Regions from separate parts of the Mus musculus genome. Here region 1 is linked to region 2. Evidence: chromatin contacts called from public Hi-C data. All regions are on one chromosome and are shown on one strand. The core of a region is the stretch at or near the end of the contact, and the rest is flanking DNA. Distances in the headings are between cores, read along the strand shown. Region 1 has its middle 73 kb from the start of Gm33897. Region 2 has its middle 16 kb from the start of Btg1.

Region 1 (5,896 bases), core at 3,037-5,536, 150 kb before region 2:
GGGCTGCGACTCCTCTTCACTAGATATTATGATGCTGGCTACCATTTAGAACACTGTAGTAACATGCTCCATCCCAAACTGTGTTTCCGGGGGTGGGAGTGGGGGAGATAGTGAAATACTCAAAGGAGATTAAATGGGAAGGGTCAGAAGAAAAGCAAAGATAAGAAATCAAACTCAAAGAATATGCCAAGAAATTGCAATTTTAAATTGAAACATTTAAGTGTTCAAGAAGAAAAAGAACAGAAAAAAATAATATTAAACAAATTAATTATTTAAAAAAGAAAGGAGAGGCGAGAGCGGGCACAGCTAGAGAGAGAATATGTAAATATAGATCAAAGAAAATCACCCAGTATGCAGGTAAAATATTTAATGGAAACTTCAAATGATGGAAAAAAATATTCCGAAGAAGCTTTATAGGCCTTGAATTACAGAATGAGTTATTCTAAAGTATATTTAATAAGCGTTGCAGAGGATGGTAAAAGAGGAAATGGTGAAATAATTGCATTTTGTTCGTTTGCTTCAATAAATAAATACGTGAGTATCCAGCTTAAAAGGCCTGCCAAATACCAAACAGAATAAACAGGTAAGTCTTCATATACTGGTGCCTAATATTCAATGAACAGTAAAGTAGGGCTTACAGAGGATCCTAAACACCACTGGGAAGACAAGGGAGCAGAGGCGATCAAGCCAGCATCAGAGTCCATAGTGGCAATGGCGAGCATCTCCTTCCAGCAAAACTGACACATAGGAACAACCATAAAGGCAAAGTATGTCTTGCAAAGGCAAGCAGGTCACTACTCATGGGTCACCAAAAAAGGAATTGAACCCTGGGTGTGAAAAGAAGAAACAATTGTGAACAAATAAATTAATCTAAATAAAAGTGACATTTAACATCAAGCTGTAATTATAGAAATTGCTTGTGATCTGAAATACTTTTTCTATAGTTTATTTTTTATGTTTTTTACATTAATAAGAATAAAAAAATAGCAATCAGATATTGTAGAGAGGTGCCATGTTCTAAGCACACCACAAACGTATTTGTATGAATTGTCTCAGTTTTCTTTTTGTAAGAAATGGTGATTACTCCAAGTTTGTTAAATGTAGCAATTGTGGCTTTGAGCAGCGAGTTCTTCCAATGTCCTATTGTAAAAAGATAAGAGTATTTTTCTTTTTTTTAATTAGATATTTTCTTTGTGTGTATTTCAAATATTATCCCCTTTCCTGGTTTCGCCTCTGGAACTCCCCCATCCCCTCCCCCTCCCCCTGTTCCCCAACCCACCCACTCTCATTCCTGGTCCTGGCATTCCCCTATACTGGGGCATAGAACCTTCACAGGACCAAGGGCCTCTCCTCCCATTGATGACCTAAGAGGCCATCCTCTGCTTACATATACAGCTAGAGCCACAAGTTCCACCATGTGTTTTCTGTGATTGGTGGTTTAGTTCCAGGGAGCCCTGGGGGTACTGGTTAACTCATATTGATGTTCTTCCTATGGAGCTGCAAGCCCCTTCAGCTCCTTGGGTACTTTCTCTACCTCCCTTCATTGGGAGTGAGAAGGGTATAGGGGACTTTCGGAGGGCAAACTAGGAAAGGGGATAACATTTGAAATGTAAATAAAGAAAATATCTAACTAAAAAGAAATAGAAAAAAACAAAATAAAATAGCAATAAAAAACTTGTCTGAGGTTAAGAGAGGCAAAGTAAACACCAACCGAGCACAAGTTTCTCCTTTTGGTAAATCAACAAGTTTTTGTAACTAGGGGTTTGTAAAATATGGTTAATGCGCTGCATATCATTAAAATATTCATTTCAAAAATTAAGAGTAATAGATTTATGGATTCTAGGAAAAACTAAAATCCAGTTTCTTCTTCTTCTTCTTTTTTTTTTTTTTGGTTTTTCGAGAAAGGGTTTCTCTGTGTAGCCCTGGCTGTCCTCGAACTCACTCTGTAGACCAGGTTGGCCTCGAACTCAGAAATCCGCCTGCCTCTGCCTCCCAAGTGCTGGGATTAAAGGTGCGTACCACCATGCCAAGCAAAATCCAGTTTCTTAATTTATAAGATGAAGATACAAAATATTTGTTCTGGCCATTCATAGTTGATATGTTAAAGACTGCTAATATGTGTTCTAGTGTGTTTAGAGTTACAAAATATTATACAGCTCAAAATTATCGTAAAAGTAAAATAAAATATGCATGCCAGCCTTTAGAAAGAGAATTTTACCAGCTGCTAATAAATGAAGGGCTTTTACATTCCCTCATTCGATGTTTTAAAATATGGCTTCAGTGAGTAACTTTAATCTATAAAATGTCTTTGTATGATTATTTCTGACCTATCTTACTTCAAAAAAAAACCAGCTAACAAAAGTATATCAGAAATTTAGCATAATAGAGCTCATCTTTTAAAATATATATACACACCTTAAATTTAGTTTCCAAAGGCATGCATCTTCTGAGAAAGCTCCTTGTTAATAATTTCAAATATTACTTCATTTCATGCATCTTCCATCAACAGTCTCATCTTTAAAAATGAATGTAAGAAGCAGGGAAAGTTGCTATTGTCTCTTTTGAAAAATGAAAATGCCTAATTTTCATACTGCTGTGGCACGGTTCAAGCTAATGATGTGCTAATGTGGTATCAGAGTGGTAACTCCTGCAGATCCAATGGCCTCATCAGGAAGCTGACCTCACAATAGTGTTGCTAGCATGTTAGATTTGACTCGATTTCCATAAGTAAATGGAATCTGAGACTCATTGCATGTTAATCACATAGTTTAGTATGTCCCGTATTTATTTTGAATAAGCATTGCATTCTCAAATAAGAATTATGTGCAGGAAGATGGGCCAGAATTTGATGGAGAAACCGGTGGGTACCCACTTCTTTTGGCTCCCGTGATGAATAGAGATTTTGAAGCCTATAGAAAATGAGAGCAGATGTGGGTAATGACATAATTTGTTATTTATGAATGCAGGTTTTCTCTGAAGATTGAGGAATTATCATGAAAACTATTCACTGAACCTCAAAAAAAATCAATAAATATTAATATCAGAATGCAAATGTTTTCACTATCATTTAAAATGTGAAGAGTATTTACCCATTTATGCCTCTGAACAATTCAGAGTGCCCTGAATGCTTATTGACTGTATGTCATTGCATGGTTCAGAGCAGTTCTCTGAACTGCTTAAAACTCTCAGCAAATCAGGAAGAGCACATTCGAAAAAGATAAGGCTGCACATTGTCCTCTTGCCCCTGTCACTCGTGGAAAGCGCCCTGGAGTGCAATCAGGAAACCTGGGCTTCGATATTTAAACACCATGTGACTCCAAGTAGCTTTCTCAAATATGAGCTACATTTTCCAAACCTATTAAATGAGAATAAAGGCACCACCCTCAAAGGGATATTTGAAGATAAACTGACATCAGAACCCACAGTATACATTACTATTTTAAACCCAATTAAGAATTAAGGATCTCCCCCCAAAAGTAGTAATTATCAACAAGATTATCTGAGAGTTCTTTTTTTGGTGGATATGAATTTGATGACATCATCCACATGAAAAGGAAATGGCAGGTCATCCATATATATACATATATATATATAGACATATATATTCAAATATTTCTAGTTATGATAATTATATAATTGTATAGGGTATAACTAAAAATTTCTCTATATACACAACAATTATGGGACATTGATTTAGTCTTTGATACTATGAGTGCTGAACAATTGATTGAGTTACCAGAGTGGTATGAATTTAAGAATGTCTCCCATAGACTCAAGTATTTGAATACTTAGTTTGCAGCTGGTATCAGTGTTGGGGAAGGCTATATAACCCTCTTTAGGGGGAGTCCTTCTGAATGAAGGATATCACTGAGGGTAAGGTTTGAGAGCTCAGAGCCACTTACAGCCTGTTCTCTCTAGTTCATGTTTGGGCTTAAAGATAGGATTTCTCAGCTTCCTGCTTCTGCTGACTGACATGTCTGCCTCTTACTGATAAACCTTCCTACCATGGTCCATTCTTAAACCCCCCGGAACCATAAACCAAAATAAATTCTTCCACAAGTTGTCACAAAAACAAAAACACAAAACCCTAATACAGTCATTAAATTTATTAAACCAGTAAAATTGATAGTTCACATCTGTTACAGTCTTATGAAGATTCATCTGTCCCTTTCTGGAACTGGCGAATAAATCATTGAACAAAAGCTCACCAGCTCAATACACAGTTCAAACAGCATTATACAGGAAACCTTCTCAAGTGTCTTGTAATCACCTGCCTAACGCTCTGTGGTGCCACAGGCAGGCGCAGGAAGTGGTTACAAGTAATCAAGCTCTAACTTTACGACTTTAACCAACTCAGCGGCTCTGTTTGCATGGCTTTCAAACAGCAGCATTTTGCCTAAGATTCCATTCACACAAGAGAATGCAGTGGTTAGTTCTTAACTGTCACCTTGACACAACCTAGAGTCACTGGGGATGTGTCTCAGTGAGGAATTGTCTAAGTGACCTGGGCTTATGGGCATAACCCTGAGGATTGAATTATGTATCAAGGGATAGGAAAATACCCAACCTAAAAGAGAAGCACATCGTTCCCTGAGCATCCATTCTCTCTGTGCTATTGACTGTGGGGGTGACGAGCAGCTTCAAGTTCACACCTTGACTTCCCCAAAACGATGATCTGGGACTTGAAACTTTAAGCTAAATAGACCTTTGCTCCCTTAAGTTGTTCAGACAGAATGTTTTATTCCAACAACAAGAAACAAAATCTAGACAGACAATTTGATTACTATAAAGGCACTTGAATTAATCATGGTTGGTGGTGCATTCTTACAATCCCAACATTCAGGAGGTGGAAGCAAAATAATCACCAGATCAAAACCCCTCAGCTCCAGATTGAGAGCCTTTCTCAGACAACCCAAAGGAGAAACATCTCACCTTGATGATTCCACCTTCGACAGTTCAAAGATGAGGAAGCTGTAGCCCAGAGACCACAGTACCTAAGGTAACAGTCAGCTACTTAATGAAGAGCACCACTAAGTTCTCTAGACTCTTAGTTGTCGTTATTTCTCCCATCATGATAATAATATCCATCTCCCTGTCATGTGCTGCACATCAAACACCAAGCCACACATTCCACCTGTATTTTTTTTTATACGCGGAAAACTCTTTAAGAATTCTACCAGTTTGATGAAGAAGTTCAAGGATGTTAAGCAACTTGAACAAGCCTACATTCGATTTCAGCCTAACACAAAATGTGTTTAAGCTGGAGGTTTCGTGTTGGCCATGAAAACAACAAGCCATCACAAAGCCCGTGAATAACTGAGTGTGTATTATATAATTAGTGGCCAGATTTTGCCATGCTTTTCATGTTCACTTTCTCAGAATTGAGACACAAGGACTATGAACATAGAGAAACCAAGTGAAATCTTTATTTCAGAACTGTTTTCCTCTCTCTGAACTGTAATCACATCTAATTTTATGTTGATTCTATATGTTATTATTGGGATAAGCTTGTGGCTTTTCTACTGTCTGATAGATCATGTTATTAAACACATTCATTTATTTCCTGGCTCAGGTGGTATAATGTGTACTCTGCAGATGAAATCTGTGTGTGTTATTGGGAAGGGGCTTTCCAGGTGACATTTGTGCCTTGCAAGTTTCATGTTCAAATCAATTTTCTTCAAATATAGATAAGCAGGGTGTTTTAGTATAACACCATTGTGGGATTTGGCCTATTTTTATGCAAATTGTAAGTCTGTATCTCAGGTATACAGAGTTTCACGGTTAAAAAATGTATATTCCCTTTCAATAATCTGTCTATAGTATGAAATTATCAAGGATGGATTTATTAGACCCAAAGAAAATAGTAATTCCAATTTGAGGCTTTTTACATAAGTTA
Region 2 (6,386 bases), core at 351-2,850:
CGAGTAGGAACTGAGAATTCATCTTGACAAACGAATCTTTGAAAAATGAAAACACAACAACCAAATAACTTAAAATATTTAACAGAGTGTATACTCAGCCAACTAGGTCTCTACTCTGCAGAACTCAGGAACCTAGCACAGAAGAGCCCAACTTTCGGTCTGAATTTTTTTTTTTCAATTTCTAAGCATCACTTTTTTTTTTAAAAAAACAATAGAAAGATGTTTCGATCACTATAGGACAAAAACTTAACTCTTTTTTTTTTTTTCAGTCAGACAAGTTCTGCAAACCTCCATCTATTTTTTTCCTTCTCCCAGTGAACTTCCAAAGTTTATGTTCAGGAGAAAGAATTCTATCTACACTCAGCAACTGGGCTCATAATAGGGAAGACACTAAACAAACCTTCATTCTCCAGGGCTCCAAATCTCCCTCCATTTATAGCCAGAGTTTACAGCCCGTGTTCATCTCCCATTTCCTCCACGGAGCCGTCCCTGTCAAGAGATGCTCAGCACCTGGTCCCTGAGAGGGTTTTCTGAGAGCTTTGCTGACTGGCTGTTTCACAGGAAGCATTTTTTTACCATTAATCACCCTCTCTCTCTCTCTCTCTCTCTCTCTCTCTCTCTCTCTCTCTCTCTCTCTCTCTCTCTCAGAGGAAGGCCCCGTGGTCTCCAGGGTAATCAGCTCTCTGCTTCCCTGAGATCCTTGGGTCCCTAAGGGAGAAGATATGAGGGGAGAAAAGAAGAGGAGGATTTTTCCACATTAAAAGTAGGAGTAGGGACTGGCCAGCTGGTGCAGTCAAGTGCCCAATGTGTAAGTCTGAGGACCTGAATTCAGACCTCTCAGAATGCTCAGCTTTGGCACTGAGAGGCAGAAACAAAGAGGACCCTGGGACCTGCTGGCCATGAAATAAAGGCAGGTCCTGAAAGGGATTCAGTGTGAGAAGCTGCCTCAAAAAGTATCCTGAGGAGCAGACAACCCCAGGGCTCTACACAGACACACAGACACACACACAAGCAAGAAGGAAGGGTGCGGTGGTATGACATACATCCTAATCCCAGGATACCAGAGATCACCCGGAGGCCAGCCTGTTCTACACTGTAAGTTCCAGCCCAGCCAAACGAGTCCAGCAAAACCTTGTTTTACGTGGGAGAAGGGGAGGGAAGTAGGGTAGAGATTCAAACTGGAAACCAAACCAAACCAAACCAAACCAAACCAAAATTTTAAATCAAAAACAAGAAAGCAAAGACTAAAAATGAAGAGACATTGAGGTGTGTAAACAGAAAATCATTACTTCAGCACCACAGATAGGATAGGAGAACAGTTAGTAGCTGTGGAGGCTTCGTGGTATTGTGTACTGCAAAACACACATCCTTGCTCTCACCTCTCATCACACTGCAGGAAGATGTGGAGCACACTTGGAACCCCAGCACATGGGCCACAGAGCCAGGAAGATCAGGAATTCTGGGCCATCCTGGCCTATACATGGGGATTCTGCCTTAAAAATAAGTAGAGCTAGTGAGATGGTTTGGTGGGTCAAGGTGTTTGCCTCCTGACCCAATAACCTGATTCCGATCTCTAGATTCCACATCATCAAAGAAGAGAGAACCAACTGTCAGAAGTTGTCCTCTGATCTCCTCATGTGCTCTGTGGCACCCACCACATGTCGTTGCACACTGTGTGTGTGTGTGTGTGTGTGTGTGTGTGTGTGTGTGTGTGTGTTGAGCCACAGTGCACATGTTGAGGTCAGATGCACACTTTTGAGTGGGTTCTCTTTTGCCACTGTGGGCCCCTGGAATTGAACTCAGGTCATTAGGCTTGGCAGCAGGCACCTCAACCTTCCAAACCATCTCCCTGCCCTTACATAGTCTTTCCAATGCTAACTGTACTCACCCTACCCTCCAGCAAACACCTATAGCCACCCCCACCCCCGAACCCTCGAAATAAATTTCTAGTGAAATAAAATCGTCATTGAAAATTATAAACATAAATGTAGGCAAAGGCCTACACACTCCACACACTTAGATAATATTTTCACCCAAACACTCCGAAATCTTGAACTGTGAAATAGCCAACTAAGTAGTTCCATTTCAATTAGCTTTACCAGGAGTTTACTGTATAACAGTGTTATGCTAGATTTAAATTTAAAAATAACTCTGCCCAACCACACATTTAGGCGTGTTTCTCTTTCATTCTACAGCAGAGTATTCTCCTAACTAGAGAAGTTCAGCTTGAGTGGGCGGGAAGAAGGGGAAAACAGTGAAATGGAGGCAGGACATTTCCCAGGAAAACCAAGGGCAAAAACACTTCTCATAGCCTGAGGATCCTGGCCAGCATTTTGATCAAGAGAATCAACTTTTGAGACACAGTGAAGCATCTGGGAAACCTTCTGGGAGACATAACACAGACTGTGGAAGCAAATATTAGCAGGTTCACCAGGCCGTAATCACCGCCGGTATCCATGGTGCTAAGGTTCAAATTAACATGGTTATTTTTCTTGTGTTGCCAAATTTAACATTGGGGAATTTTGGTTGTGGGCCTGTTATCATTAGGCAAACACACATACTGGTGTTGAAGCAAATTTTTAGATAATTGCACAGTGTTTATGAGAACAGATTTGGGGATTTAAGCATATACTCAAATACCCATGCCCCCAGATAAATACAGGTCTCCTGTCACCTTTGGTAAATGTTCATGTGGGTAAAATTTCTGATTCTGCATGTAATCTAAATACCATGACTACCAATATTTAGTGTTATCTCCCTCCCATTCTTTCTTCCTTTCTCTCTTTCTCTACAACCTTATCTCATTCTTAGTCAAGTGGTCGCAATTATCTGTCAATATCTACGACTTTAAGAAGCATCCTTTTGGTGTGGATCCAGGGGAGAGGAGAGGTTGGGAGGAACTGGGAGGAGTGGGGGGAGGGGAAACCACAATCAGAAACCAGAAAATGAAACCATAGAATGAATACATTAAAAAAAAAAAAACTATTTTCAAAACTGGAAAATGTTAAAAGGGGATCCTTTTGTAAGATCCAGAAAATCTTTCTGCCTCCATTTCAGACTTTCACAGAGGTGGCGAGAGTCACGACAGTGGTTTAATCTCTATGTCAACACACCAAGTGCTCAGGCCATCCCTCTGGAGTCAAAGGAAGGCCACCTAGAGAGAACTAATCCAGCCAGTGTGGGTAGGAACGATGAATCTCACTTCTTGGGCTAAGGAGTGAAACCAGGACAGAAGTCATGGTGAAATCTATTTTAGAAAGTACCAAGTGAATGAATCACGGAAATACTTTAAAATCTTCAGACCAAAGCTGGTTATTCATGCCTGAAGTTCCAGCTCTTGGGAAACTGAAGCAAGCGGGGTATGAGCCCGGGGCTATGTAACAAGACCTCAGAGACAAAAACAAGAGCCAGAGGTGGATGTGCAAGCCTTTAATCCCAGCAGTCGAGAGGCAGAGGCAGGGTGAGCTCTGTGAGGTGGAGGCCAGGTAATGAGTTTTTCCGGGACTGCTAGGGATATGCAGAAAGATCCCCATCTCAAACAAACAACTACTAGGCTGGGAGCAAGCATAGGTCAGACGCTAGACTGCCTGCCTAGCATTATCCCCTACGCTTATCCCCAATCCCTCATAAACTAGCAGTGTTGCAGGTGACTGTAATCCCAGCCCGTGGTGGGGTAGAGACAGGATCGTCAGAAGTTCAAGCATGTCCTTGGCTACTCAGTTAATTCAAGGCCAGCCTGGGATACATGACACCCTGTTTTAAAAGCAAAACACACTGGTGGCTGGAGAGACAGGTGGCTGAGGGTAAGAAGGATGCCTGCCTGCCTGCCTGCCTGCCCGATGCTCTCCTAGAGGACCCAAATTCAGATGACACACCCACCTGGCAACTCACAACTCACTTCCTATAATTCCAGCTCCAGGGGAGCAAACTGCTTCTTCCGGCCTATTCAAGGTAAGGTGTACATGTGGCATAGATACACTTGCATACACATAAATAGAAATACATCTTTTTTTTTAAATCAAAACAAAAAATTCTAACCGTGAAAAAAATAGAACCAAGAATAAAACAATATGCACATAGACAAATCTTAACATTGAAACTCTGTAACTCAATAGGCCATGTGACCCTGCCAGTAACTTAAGAAGGCGCTTTATGGTGAGATAGCTCTGAGGGTAAAGATTCCTGACAACCTGAGTTTGATCTTTGGAACCTATAGAAGGTGGAAGAAAAGGTCACAAAATTTGTCTTTTGACCTGCATACTTGCAGTGGCATGTGCACTCACACACACACACACACACACACACATAGCCACTAATAAACGAAAGAGAAGCTAAGTGTTCCAAGATTATTTATTGTATGACGAAGGCGATGTACCCTTACTCTTATCGCATACACACGAATGCCAAGGTCTTGAGATGACAACAAGAGCCTTTACTGTAATCCTGGATGCTCTAGAACAGATTTCTTGGGATAACTGAATTTTCCAGTTACCGAGACACGGTTTTTGTTTTCTTCCCTTGCTTGTATCATTATCCCGAGCAGTAAATCTCATTTCATATTTATTGCAGATGTCGAACTTTAAAGGAATCAGAATTACTTTTTAAAGTTTACCTCATCTTATCAGGCTGTCTGGTTTGATTTGCAATTTTCTGCAAAGTGGAAAGGAAGGCTTAGGGGGGAAAATTACTGCTAAGGCTTTCCAGTAATCAGAGATGTGCTGACTCCTGCAGAAACCAACGATCAGGAGGGAAGGCTGGCAGAAAGCAGGTTAGCTGACACTATCACAGAGAGGGTCCAGATGTGGGATCACAAGCCCGGGAATGAGGATGGAATTCGATTAATCGCTTGAACAGAATCTTCTTTCCCCAGATTCTCTCTCCAAAGCTGTTCCTTTGGTCGCCAAGCTTTCTTGCTCAAATGTGACCTTCTCAAGGAGGTCATGCCTGACCTTTTTACTTAAAATAGCAACCTGTTCCCACCCCTACCCCAGCAACAATGCCCTGAGTGCCTTTAATGTATGGACCACACACAGTGCTATACGACTCTGTATGTCCTTGTCCCAGAACCGACCCGTCAGCCATTTTGCTTGATTCTTCACATTCCTCTCTAAAAGCAGAGGGCATTATTGTTGTTGTTGTTGTTATCTTCAAATGACAATAAAAGAAAAAAATGCTCTGCCCTTGATACATATTTTAAAATGTACAATCTTTAATCTAATTTTAGCATCTTCTAAAGAGTCAGTCTAAGTAGTAGACCCTTGACATTAAAAATGTCCTATCGAATAAGATCACACACGAGAAATGCAAGGCCTAGATAGGAGGGATGGCTCATAGGGGGTGGGGGGAGCACTTGCTGGTAAAGCTGGAGGACTGGAGTTTGATCCCCAGAACCAGTATAGAAAAACTAGACTTAGTGCTCCAAAGCACTCCTAAGGGGGACAGGGGAAGTGGTGGGAGCTCAAGGGCTAGCAAACAAGAGGGCTCCTGCCTCACACAGAAGGGGAAAGGGGGAATAGGTATTCCTGTAAACTGTCTTCTGACCTCCATGTGCACACAGTGGCTCATGCATGCCCATACATACATCACACACACACACACACACACAAAATAAAAATCATGTGATGGTAGCAGATTTGGTGGCACATATCTGTACTCTCAGCACTAACGAAGCTCAAGCAGGACAGTTACTAGTTCAAGGCCATCCTGGACTATATAACCAGCCCTCAACTGATAGAGAAGAAGAGAGGGGTAGGAGAGCAAAGCAAGCAATACTTGAGGAAGTGATCATGGTTAGCTGACCTAGAGGGAGGGTGGGGTGTTAAATAATTCTGTACAAGTGACCATAATGACAACTACCTGGTCTTACCAGTCTGAGAGAGTCACGAGGGAAAGCAGCCATAGTTAGCACATTCCAGGCAGTCAGCAGATCAACGGAGGCGGAGGTAGGAAACAGGAAGGCTGGCGCTAGCTGTGGTCCTAGGAACGTGTAGGTGAGAGTCTTTAGATCAGCAGAAGGGAAATAGCAAATGGTGGGGCTGTGGAGTGTGGAGATGGCTCAGAGAGGATGGGACCTTACAACCTGAGTTAAATTCCCAGACCCCACATGATGTAGAAGGAGAGACCCAGTTCTTCAGGTTACCCACTGATTCTCTCTCTCTCTCTCTCTCTCTCTCTCTCTCTCTCTCTCTCTCCCTCGTCAGCATCAACATATGCACCCAACAAATACATTTTAAAAAATCATTTACTCAAAAAAAAAAAAAAAAAAAACCAAAGCAAGCAAAAACCCAATAACAACAACAACAATCAAACAGGGGGCTGGAGAGTTGGTTTACTGATTAAGAACATATACTGCTCTTCCCGAGGACCTGAGTTTGATCCTCAGACCC

The links. Hi-C and Micro-C count contacts between places; a contact is called where the count stands out from the background.
Region 1: a Hi-C map of double positive thymocytes shows a contact between it and region 2, with 2.8 times the contacts expected there. The contact joins two enhancer-like sites. A contact is called at or near these places in 2 of 39 promoter capture datasets (hippocampal neurons and neutrophils), 7 of 484 Hi-C or Micro-C datasets (the AML12 cell line, CD4 T cells, CD8 T cells and 2 more) and 2 of 115 datasets of contacts at active chromatin or transcription factors (differentiating embryonic stem cells and double positive thymocytes).

Annotation. Positions count from the first base shown.
Region 1 is chr10:96,785,806-96,791,701 of GRCm38.p6, reverse strand. No RefSeq gene overlaps it. Among named protein-coding and RNA genes, the nearest start is that of Gm33897, 73 kb to the right of the region's middle. Within about 2 kb of position 4,286, at least 51 of the 459 cell types and tissues checked have an H3K27ac peak or open chromatin away from gene starts, as enhancers often do. A contact at or near this core is called in double positive thymocytes and regulatory T cells, where this site is marked.
Region 2 is chr10:96,629,870-96,636,255 of GRCm38.p6, reverse strand. No RefSeq gene overlaps it. Among named protein-coding and RNA genes, the nearest start is that of Btg1, 16 kb to the right of the region's middle. Within about 2 kb of position 1,600, at least 70 of the 459 cell types and tissues checked have an H3K27ac peak or open chromatin away from gene starts, as enhancers often do. A contact at or near this core is called in double positive thymocytes and regulatory T cells, where this site is marked.